Regions from separate parts of the Zea mays genome. Here region 1 is linked to region 2. A link is a contact called in public Hi-C data. All regions are on one chromosome and are shown on one strand. The core of a region is the stretch at or near the end of the contact, and the rest is flanking DNA. Distances in the headings are between cores, read along the strand shown. Region 1 holds the start of LOC111591128. Region 2 holds the start of LOC108961162.

Evidence for each region. Hi-C and Micro-C count contacts between places; a contact is called where the count stands out from the background.
Region 1: a Hi-C map of bundle sheath shows a contact between it and region 2, with 8 times the contacts expected there. The contact joins the promoter of LOC111591128 here to the promoter of LOC108961162 in region 2. A contact is called at or near these places in 3 of 25 Hi-C or Micro-C datasets (bundle sheath, endosperm and leaf mesophyll).

Annotation. Positions count from the first base shown.
Region 1 is chr3:51,081,293-51,085,862 of Zm-B73-REFERENCE-NAM-5.0, forward strand. It overlaps LOC111591128, which reads left to right and starts at 2,300. Exons shown (of 1, transcript XM_023301969.1): 1 at 2,300-3,939. The coding sequence starts at 3,097. The coding sequence ends at 3,870. LOC100037796 (protein kinase-like) reads left to right here and starts at 1,390. Exons shown (of 13, transcript NM_001112497.2): 1 at 1,390-2,101; 2 at 2,231-2,293; 3 at 3,984-4,055; 4 at 4,154-4,261; 5 at 4,402-4,482. The coding sequence starts at 1,907.
Region 2 is chr3:50,426,408-50,431,075 of Zm-B73-REFERENCE-NAM-5.0, forward strand. It overlaps LOC108961162, which reads left to right and starts at 2,417. Exons shown (of 3, transcript NM_001346811.1): 1 at 2,417-2,674; 2 at 2,750-3,270; 3 at 3,694-4,071. The coding sequence starts at 3,120. The coding sequence ends at 3,869. It overlaps LOC103650064, which reads right to left and starts at 2,104. Exons shown (of 3, transcript XM_008675731.4): 1 at 930-2,104; 2 at 451-643; 3 at 96-350. The coding sequence starts at 1,435. The coding sequence ends at 261.

The DNA of each region.
Region 1 (4,570 bases), core at 1,050-3,549, 650 kb after region 2:
AGCGGCCAAGGGAGCTCCAGTGATTAGTGGTACTTGATCAGAGACATTATGGTACAGATGGCTATGAGATCGATGGTTTTGGTTATGACTATGGTGCTGGTAAGTGGTATTCTTTCCGTTTGGAAAGGGTACATCGGGTTAATAACTTGGGTTAAAGCTAAAACCTGGCTTTCTATTAGTAAATAATAACCTGACCAACTAAAAGCAACTGCTTGACTTATCCCCCACATAAAGCTAGTCCACTACAGCCAAACAGGATACTTGCTGAGTATGTTGATGTGTACTCACCCTTGCTCTACACACCAAACCCCCCCATCCCCAGGTTGTCAGCATTGCAACCACTGCTCAGGCGAAGATGAAGCTGTGGAAGGAGACTTCCAGGAGTTCCAAGACTACGACGAGTTCTAGGTGTGGGTTAGCGGCAACCCCCAGTCGGCTGCCTGTGAAGGCCGCGTTTATCTACGTTTCTTTTCCGCACTTTGATTTATTGTAAGGACTATATGGACGTCTCAGACGTATGATGTAATCAACTATTTTCCCCTTTTAATACTATTTTGAGCACTGTGTGATGATGTCCATGTTATGTAACTGCTGTGTACGTGAATAACTGATCCTGGCACGTACATGGTTCGCATTCGGTTTGCCTTCTAGAACCGGGTGTGACACTCATGGATCCTGCAAAATATGTGTCAGGATTTGGAGATCCATGCGAGCACTACACATGGTGCTCCTCCCTTGTGTTCTTGGCTCTTGCATGCATTAGGTCGTTTCTAAGACCATATTGACACAATAGACTCCATGGTGTTTGAGGTTGCTGAATTGGTTGGAGCAGCAATGATTTGTCACACTAACAATAAAAGGGAAGGTTATTTGTTTGTTTTAAACGTTACTAATTGCTACGAAGTACCATAATTTGTATAGAGCGCATCCAATTTTTATTGATGCCCGACTTTAGCAACCACTCAATATTTTAATCTATCTTTTTTATAAGTTTGAGTTCATGTGACTTAGAAACTTGAGCTCACAAATTTCATCTTATTTGGTCTATATATGGTGAAATTATGCCATTCTATATTTTCTGTTCGTTCAGTCAGTCGTTGTGAACTCTTTTCTAATCGCTCTCTTCATTAGCCGTGTTGTACCGAGACATATTAGATGGAGACATGGAGTAAACAACAATATCAGTTAGTCAAATAAAAAAAATATTATGCGAAGAGTGAAGACAATCAATAAAAAAATTTAAGATCTGTTTGGTGGATAGTTTACGGACAGTACGGGCAACCGACTAGTATGTATATCTGTGTCAAGAGTTTATAGCCACTCGGCCAAGCAATCTCGCTATTTCTCTCTGACTGCCTAGCGGAACTGGTGAATTTGATTCGCGTTATCAGCAATGAACATAGAGCTAGCTAAGAGGATCAAACTGAGGGGAGCGTTCATTGACCTGGCTGCTACGCGGAGGCCTGGTGGACGTAGCAGCAGCAAGGCCGCGTGGATTTGTCCCATTTGTTTTGTTTAATAGTAATATAATCGTGGACAGAGCAGAGGCTTTTGCGTGTGCGTTTACCAGTTGCCCATCCGGGTTACATCTCACGGAATCTGAGGCTGAGGCGACGGAGCGCAAGCAAGCAAGCAAGCGAAAGGGCAGGGCTGCCTGCCACACAAGAGACAAGGGAAGAGGAGAAGGGTAGACGAGTAGACGACTGTGATGAGGCTAGAAGAAGAGCAGGCAGGAGCTATAAGTACCCCGCCCCCTTCCACCCTCTCCTTCCACCTCCCTCCCTTGCTGCCTCATCCATTCCAGAGCTGCGAAGACAGACAGACAGAGAGAAAGAGGGATCGACGGAGCAAGGCGGGGCCGTGTCCGGTCACACACGAGCGAGCCCTCTCGGCCGCGCGTTTGTGAATGGTGAACGGCGAGCGGCGGGCGGACGCGGAGTGCACGCGGGCGTCGCTGCTGGGGAGGTATGAGATCGGGCGGACCCTCGGCGAGGGCAACTTCGGCAAGGTGAAGTACGCGCGCCACATCGCCAGCGGCGGCCACTTCGCCATCAAGATCCTCGACCGCAGCAAGATCCTCTCCCTCCGCATCGACGACCAGGTTGGGCATGCCACACACGTGTTTCGCCGCCGCGCGCTAGCCGTTTCAGATTCCAGTCCGGTCCGGTCCGCCGAGCATGCTGACGGCGGCTTCTTCGTCCATTTCGCTTTGCGCTGGCGCTGTTTGCAGATCAGGAGGGAGATCGGGACGCTCAAGCTGCTCAAGCACCCGAATGTCGTCCGCTTGCACGAGGTGCGTGGCACACCGAACTTGCTTCAAACCTCCCCTTTCGTATCGTTCCTTCATTTCTTCTTGGATTGGATCCTTCTCCTCCTCGCTCCTTCCAGCTCCAGCTGGACCAATTCCCCTTGTCTGCTGGACTGGTAAGATAGGATCCGATCCCGTATACTTCCATTCCATGACGCTAGAAAATGAACTTGCTGTGCTCCGTAAGGGATTATTAGGCTAGCTGTCCAGTTGTACTGTCCTGCAAGTAACGGACCATCTGGCTTTTACTTGGAACCAAAGGATTAGCGGTTTTTGCTTGCGCGGCCGGGATGAGACTCTTTCGTCACACACACACACAAACACAAAACAAAGGATCTCTTTTCTCTCTGCTAGCTCTCGTCGCTTGCTTCTCAACGCTGTTCACGCGGAAAACACCGGCGGGAGCTTTGGCTGACGTCCGGTCCTTCGATCCACGCCGCACGGCATCTCCGCCGGAGTTTTTACTCCGGCCGCTACCGGAATATGAGCCCCTGTCCTGGGCATAAAGCGGTTTCGCCTCGCCACGCCACATGCACCTGCAAGTAGAGAGAGAGGCCTGTCGAGACTCGAGAGTCTATAGTTCACGGGCTCTTCGCCTCTCGGGGTTCCAAAGCCAAAGGGGGAAAAAAAAAGGAAGGAAGAAGGCTCACGGGCTCCTGGAATTACGCTCAGGAAAAAAAATCGCGAGAAAACGATACGATTTTTCGCCAGGTTTTTTGTGAAATTGCTTGTAGTAATAATAACAAGGAAAAAAAAGTCATGTCCTTTGATTCTGTGACGAAAACCACATGCATTCCAAGCGAGACATCTCAGGCCACAGTTTCACACAGTCGCAGTGTGCCGGATACGAAAGCGATCCCATCCGGAGCGTCAGGTCCGTGACCGTCTCGTCTCCACTTGTACAAATGAAACCGACCACCGGCCGGGACGGTTCCCGTTTCGGCACAGTAGAGCAACACGGCACACGAAGGGGGCGGGCCCACCGCGCGCGGTACGCATGCCTCTTGGGCTACCCGTCGAGCCATGTGGCCGGCTTCCTGGTGGCCCCGCCACGTCGGCCTCACACGGTCCCGGTACATCTGGCCAGGCAGGTACTGCTGGAGTATTATGCATGCATCGTCGTGAGCTGGGTGCACCAAGTCACCCCACACCGCGTGGGCCTGCCCGCGACGCAACACTTGTCGCACGGGCCCCGCACACGTGTTCCGCGGGGCCCCCTTGGCTGCTCCTCTATCCTCCCCCCCGGGCCGCTGGCCGCGGCCACCAACTCTGTGCGCCTTGGTGTGACCGGTGGTCTCTGTGCTCCCAAGCTGAGCAGCAGCAATCGCCGTTCCGGAGGCCGGAGCACAGAGACGAGACCCGCCGAGCAGTTTGGGTTTTTTTTTTTTTTGATGATTTGGTGCACCTACCTAAAGAAGCCTTTGGCATCGAGTACGCCTAGTACCACCACCACCACCAAAGAAGCCTTGAGCATGCAGGGTAATAATTGTGACGAGGGCCGGGGAAAGAAAAAGGATGCAGGGAAAGATTACTGTTGTACCCGTATCTCATTCAGGCCCTAGTTGCTGAAAATAACAGTAAATAGGAATCGTGTTTGTTTGCAACTGGAAGCAAAAAAAAAAAAAAAAAAAGAGGTGTGGGTGACTGATATTGAGACCAACCTTTTTCTCTGCAGGTTGCTGCCAGTAAAACGAAGATCTACATGGTGCTTGAGTTTGTCAACGGCGGCGAGCTCTTCGACAAGATCGTAAGCCCACACGTCGTCAAAACGCGCTGTTTGTTTGCACGTAAAAATTCATCTTTCTAACGCTCCTGTTTTCTAACGCGCTGTTTTACACACAAAAGGCTATCAAGGGGAAACTGTCCGAACACGAGGGCAGGAGGCTCTTCCAGCAGCTAATCGACGGCGTCAGCTATTGCCATGACAGAGGTGTCTACCACCGAGACCTCAAGGTAGCCTTCACCGTCAGTTCAGTTGCTTCTCTTGCATTCATATATACTTGTCAGCGTGGAACTCAAACTCAACTAGGGCTTTGCTTGATTCTTCTGTCCGTGACAGCAGTTTGCTTCTTTTATTCTTCTGTCTGTTACAGCCAGAGAATGTCCTTGTTGATCGGAAGGGCACCATCAAGATCTCTGACTTCGGCCTCAGCGCTCTACCTCAACATCTCGGGGTACGATGGCATGGTTTGGTTGCTCTGTATGCGATGATTCCTCTGTATGTATGCATAATTTACCAAACGACATGCGCTTCACACCTTT
Region 2 (4,668 bases), core at 1,167-3,666:
GGCATACCCAAGTTTTGAAAGGGATGATCTGATTTTGCTCCAGGAGATTGCCAGCTACATGATTTTTGCTTGTGGAGCTGTCTATGTGATCTCGGTAAGAAAGAATTTTGGATGTTCATATTGATGTCTAGGAGATTGTCAGCGTATTGCAAGTCACAAATTACCATCCACACTGATTTAGAGCCAAAATTTCGACGTGTCAGCTTAATTACTTGCTGGCCCAAACTAAGCATGCTCACAGAGAGAGCTGACCCAAACAATTAAGCTCTGGGGTAAGCATGAACAGTGGAGTCACCGAGCACCTTGCGAGCACGCGCGTACACGGCGTTGACAGACTCTGATGTTCCCATCTGGGTATATAATCAAGTTTTAGCCTTGTTATTCTGAAATGAGAAAACACCCACCCACATCCACACACATATACATGGTAGCAGTGATGTGTGGTCTCACCTTGAGCTCCAGGCTATAGTAGCTCCTCCACACTTCCCTTTCCTGGGGATACATGTCGACCACTGAATCATATAGTCGTCGAGCATTTGTGAGGGCGCCATGGTTTCCGAGCGATGCAAGGCTCACCTCCAGCTCTATGCAGTATTGCATCAACTTGAGGCTTGGCCGAGGTAAAGCAAGCAATCTGTGTCGACTGCAACAAGCAAAAGGCCAAGGTGTCATCAGGTCCCAACACTTAGGAGGCAATATTGACTGCATGCAGTTACTTCTTTTTTCCTGTTTTAACTTCAATGCACTCAGCAATGGGATGGGACTCCGGAGAAAGGCGGGAAAACAAGCATGACCTATTAAAACCAATACTACAAGTATTTAATGGAAAAACAATTTCATGGCCTGAAATGCATCACGAACGATTTCAAGCACAGTCATAGTAGTAAGGTAAAACCCAAAGTTTGTCAATGTTGATATAAGGAACTTACCATGTGCCAAACAGATCAAACAGAGAGCTCAAGTTCTCCTTATTCAATGGAGAGCTGCCAGAAGCAGTCGCCAACGAATTTATCTCCATAGAAGCTCTCAGGATCCACAAATTTGCAGCACTTGAAAGAGGGCCATCACAAAGCTTTTCTGCAAGAGACTTAGCTTCCTCCAGTCTTAGCTCCGTCGTGTTTAGCGTGCTGTTCGAGGAAGCGATGGAGTTGGAGCACAGCGTCAGCGACAACTCCCTCGTCGCCACCGCGGACGCGTTGGCTCCACTGCAGGCGGCGAGCGGGTAGTGGAGGCCTCCCTCGTTGGAGAGCCCGGCCCCGGCGAGGTGGTATGTGTCATGGGCCGGCACGGTTACTGATCCGCCGGCGCTGGTACAGATATCGTACGACTTCTTGGATGACGACCAGACCGCCATGGCCCTGGATTGGCTGGGGCACCGCAAGCTCGCCACGACGTGGCTGTCGCAGCCGGCGACACCGTATAGCTCGTCGTCCATCTCGTCTGACGGCGTCCTCCCGCCGGCACGATCATCCCATGGCAGCGCGGGGGCGTTAGCGAGGAGCTGGCTGGCGAAGGAGGCCAGCACGTTGTTGTTCGCCTCGTAGTGCGCGCCCAGATCCGCCGTCGACCGCCACGTTGCTGAGGCCGAACCCGAAGCCGCCCTGGTCAAGAAGCACGTTGGGGTGGAAGTGTAGCACCTCGGCGCTCATAATGTCGCCGCCTCCGTAGCCGAGGTCGAGAAATCCATGGACCGTGGTAATGGGGAGAGAATATCTGGGACCTTCCATATCATGCGGGCGCGGTAATGGGAGAGGAGATCTGGCTCCCACGCCATTTTTGCCGCGGGCCAAGGAGGAGGTGGCGGACCTTCCATGGATGGCAGACCTCCCACTGACTCGAGAAATCCATGGACCGCGGTAATGGGGAGAGGAGATCTGCGGCAGATTTTGATGGCGCGGGCGCGGTAATGGGAGGAGTTGAGGTGGCGGATCCACGGCGCGTAGAGAGCGGCGAATGGTACAGAGGGCGGCGAATGGTACAAAGGACCTTCCATTGAGGTGGCTATAGCGGGGGCGAGGAGCGTGTAGAGAGCGGCGATAGCGGAGGCGTGGCGTCGGGCTAGGCGGGGGCGGGGGCGGGGGCGTCAGGCTTCACCAAAATAAAATGTGGACGCCCTCGATAGTATCTTATGTAGTAGTAGAGAAACGGTGTGGCCACGTATAATCTCTCTTCCCTTCTGCCCACAGCGGATCCGTCAACAACTGGATGACGCATGCAATGACGCTAATTCCGTCCAGAATACCAGCCCAGCACGGTCTCCTCCTGCGACCAGCTGTCACAGCTCACGGCCAATGATCTCCCGACACGTGATCTCTATGTGAGCCGTTCGAATCGAACCGCCTCATCTCCGCCGCTCGCTTTGGCCAACGGGAGAGGGTACCATAAATACATTTGTTTCCGCCAATTATTCGTCGATAACCAAGAACAAACCATTGTTGGACGCGTTCCCCTCCTGCACGCAACCTCATCTCGTCCTCCAGATCCTGGATGGCCGTCCTCCTTGATACCTTGCCTCGCGAGTGCTCTCGGTGAGCTACTTTGTTTTGATTTATCAGGAAATCCGTTTGCTTCATGTTATGCAGGCTCAGATCTGATTGCTGGATTCGGCATCTTACGGGCTTGAATAGAGCTAGGACTGGGAGAAAACAACAAACCCGCGTTGGATCCTGTATCGGTTAGTCCTTGCCTTCAAGGTTCATGTTGTTTTGTTTTGGTGGTCGAGCATCGCATGTTCTGCTTCTGGTTCCAGATCTGGAGAAATTTCTAAGTCGTCGTCGTCGTCGTCGTTCGGTTCGGAGCGGATCTGAGGCGACGATGGCTGGAGGCGGCGGGATCTCTTGGTCTGCAGTCCTGCTTCACCTCGATGGATGATGTCTCTGCGCTGATAATTATTGGATCAATTTCGATAATTATTAGTAGATCTATGAGATATGCCGCCTGGAAGAGGCGAGGTAAGCTGCAGCATGTAAAAGTCTGCGTGCGTCGACAGCAAAAAAGAGAAAAAAAGATGTGACATCCTAGAGGAGGCCTTTGCCATGATGGGTGCGCTCGCATGGCAGGCCAGGTATTAATAAAAAGATGATTATTGTGTGCCGGGGGAGGAGATCGCACGGGGGTTGATGTTTTTGGCCCCGGGGTCTCCTCCCTCATCTTGTTCCGTGTTCCTGTATCCGTTGTTTCCGCGCCTGTTGGTCCGCTGCGCACGCCGGATTTTTGCATCGAGCACGGAGATCTACAACAAAAACATGGAGCTACGACGCGACTCCCAAGGTACAATCGGTAATTATGTTCAAACAATTTTTAAGTCGTTCTGCGCTCCTTCTATTACGAGCAACGTTTTATATTCTGTGCTTGCATAATGAATCGAAGAAATCCTGACACCAATCGAACTGAAGATCCTGAAACGCACGTTAATACCGTTGACGTCCGCTTCACCCAGCTCGATTTTCAGTCTTGTAATACTAATCGCTCCATGAGTCTGAAGTGTGCAAAAATTTAGGTCGCAGCTACACAAATTTACATGCTGGTTCTGTTCAACCCGTGAATCTCCTAAGGTCACAGCGTTTTTATTTCATTCTATATTATATTTCAGTCTGGACTAATGTTGAGATCTCCATATGTATCTACGTCTAAGCATTTTTCATTTGTATTTACCATGTTGGTCAATTGGGATATTTGTTTCTTGTATGTTAGCATGTTTGAACCATAGCAATTGGTGGACGTGTGTAGAGAAGATTGCAAAACTGCAGTATGATGGATTCCACTATTCATCAACCGAGATCATGGCGCGCTTCAATCGTGGCTACGCTGATGGGGAATTGATCCGTTATGGCTCGTGGCTGTGGAGATGTGGAACTCATTGGTTATAGTGTGCTTCAATCATGGGTCATGGCGATGCTGATGGAACTGATTTGTTACCAAGGTTTAAGTTTTCGCTACCGTTGGACGGCCTGACTGGTACTTTGCCCTGTTGACTGTTTGAGAACGTACTGCCCAGGTTTACTTAATACTTGCTGCTTTTTGACGGTACTGTACATATTGTTCGACAATTTATTTCTTGGCAGTTCAATTCGTCCATTTAGAATTTCTAGGGGCACGAGAGCATGTGTTACCCTGGAGATCAATTTCATGCTGCTTTTTGTAATTGATCATGCTGCTTTTTGTTACAAAGTTCCCTATTCTATTTTCAATTTGATTGAGGGTTGCAAAATTCATGGCGTTGTGAGGGAATTGATTCCAGTGAAGGCGATGGCGACTGGTAATTTGATATCGGTGGGTTGGGAATTAGACTATCTCCACCAGATTGTCTATATTCAAATTACGCTCTACAAACAATATAATTTACACTATGGGTCTACTATATTGTAGATTGTACTGTTTATAAATTGTAGTTTTAATATCTAATTGTAGATTGCATTGTTTATAAATTGTTTATAGATTGTTTATAAATTGTAGGTGTTTTAATTATATATGGTCATTCATATAATAGAGTTTTGGGATTAAGGGCCCCTTTGGTAGGGCTCTGGCTTCTCCAAAAACGGCTTTAACTCTGGCTCACGAGGTGAAACCACTTCTTTAGATGAGACAAAGTTATTTTAAAAAATCATTTGGCAAAACGGCTTATAGGTTGTTTTTCAGAAAGATCCTTATATATGTATATCTCTCCTG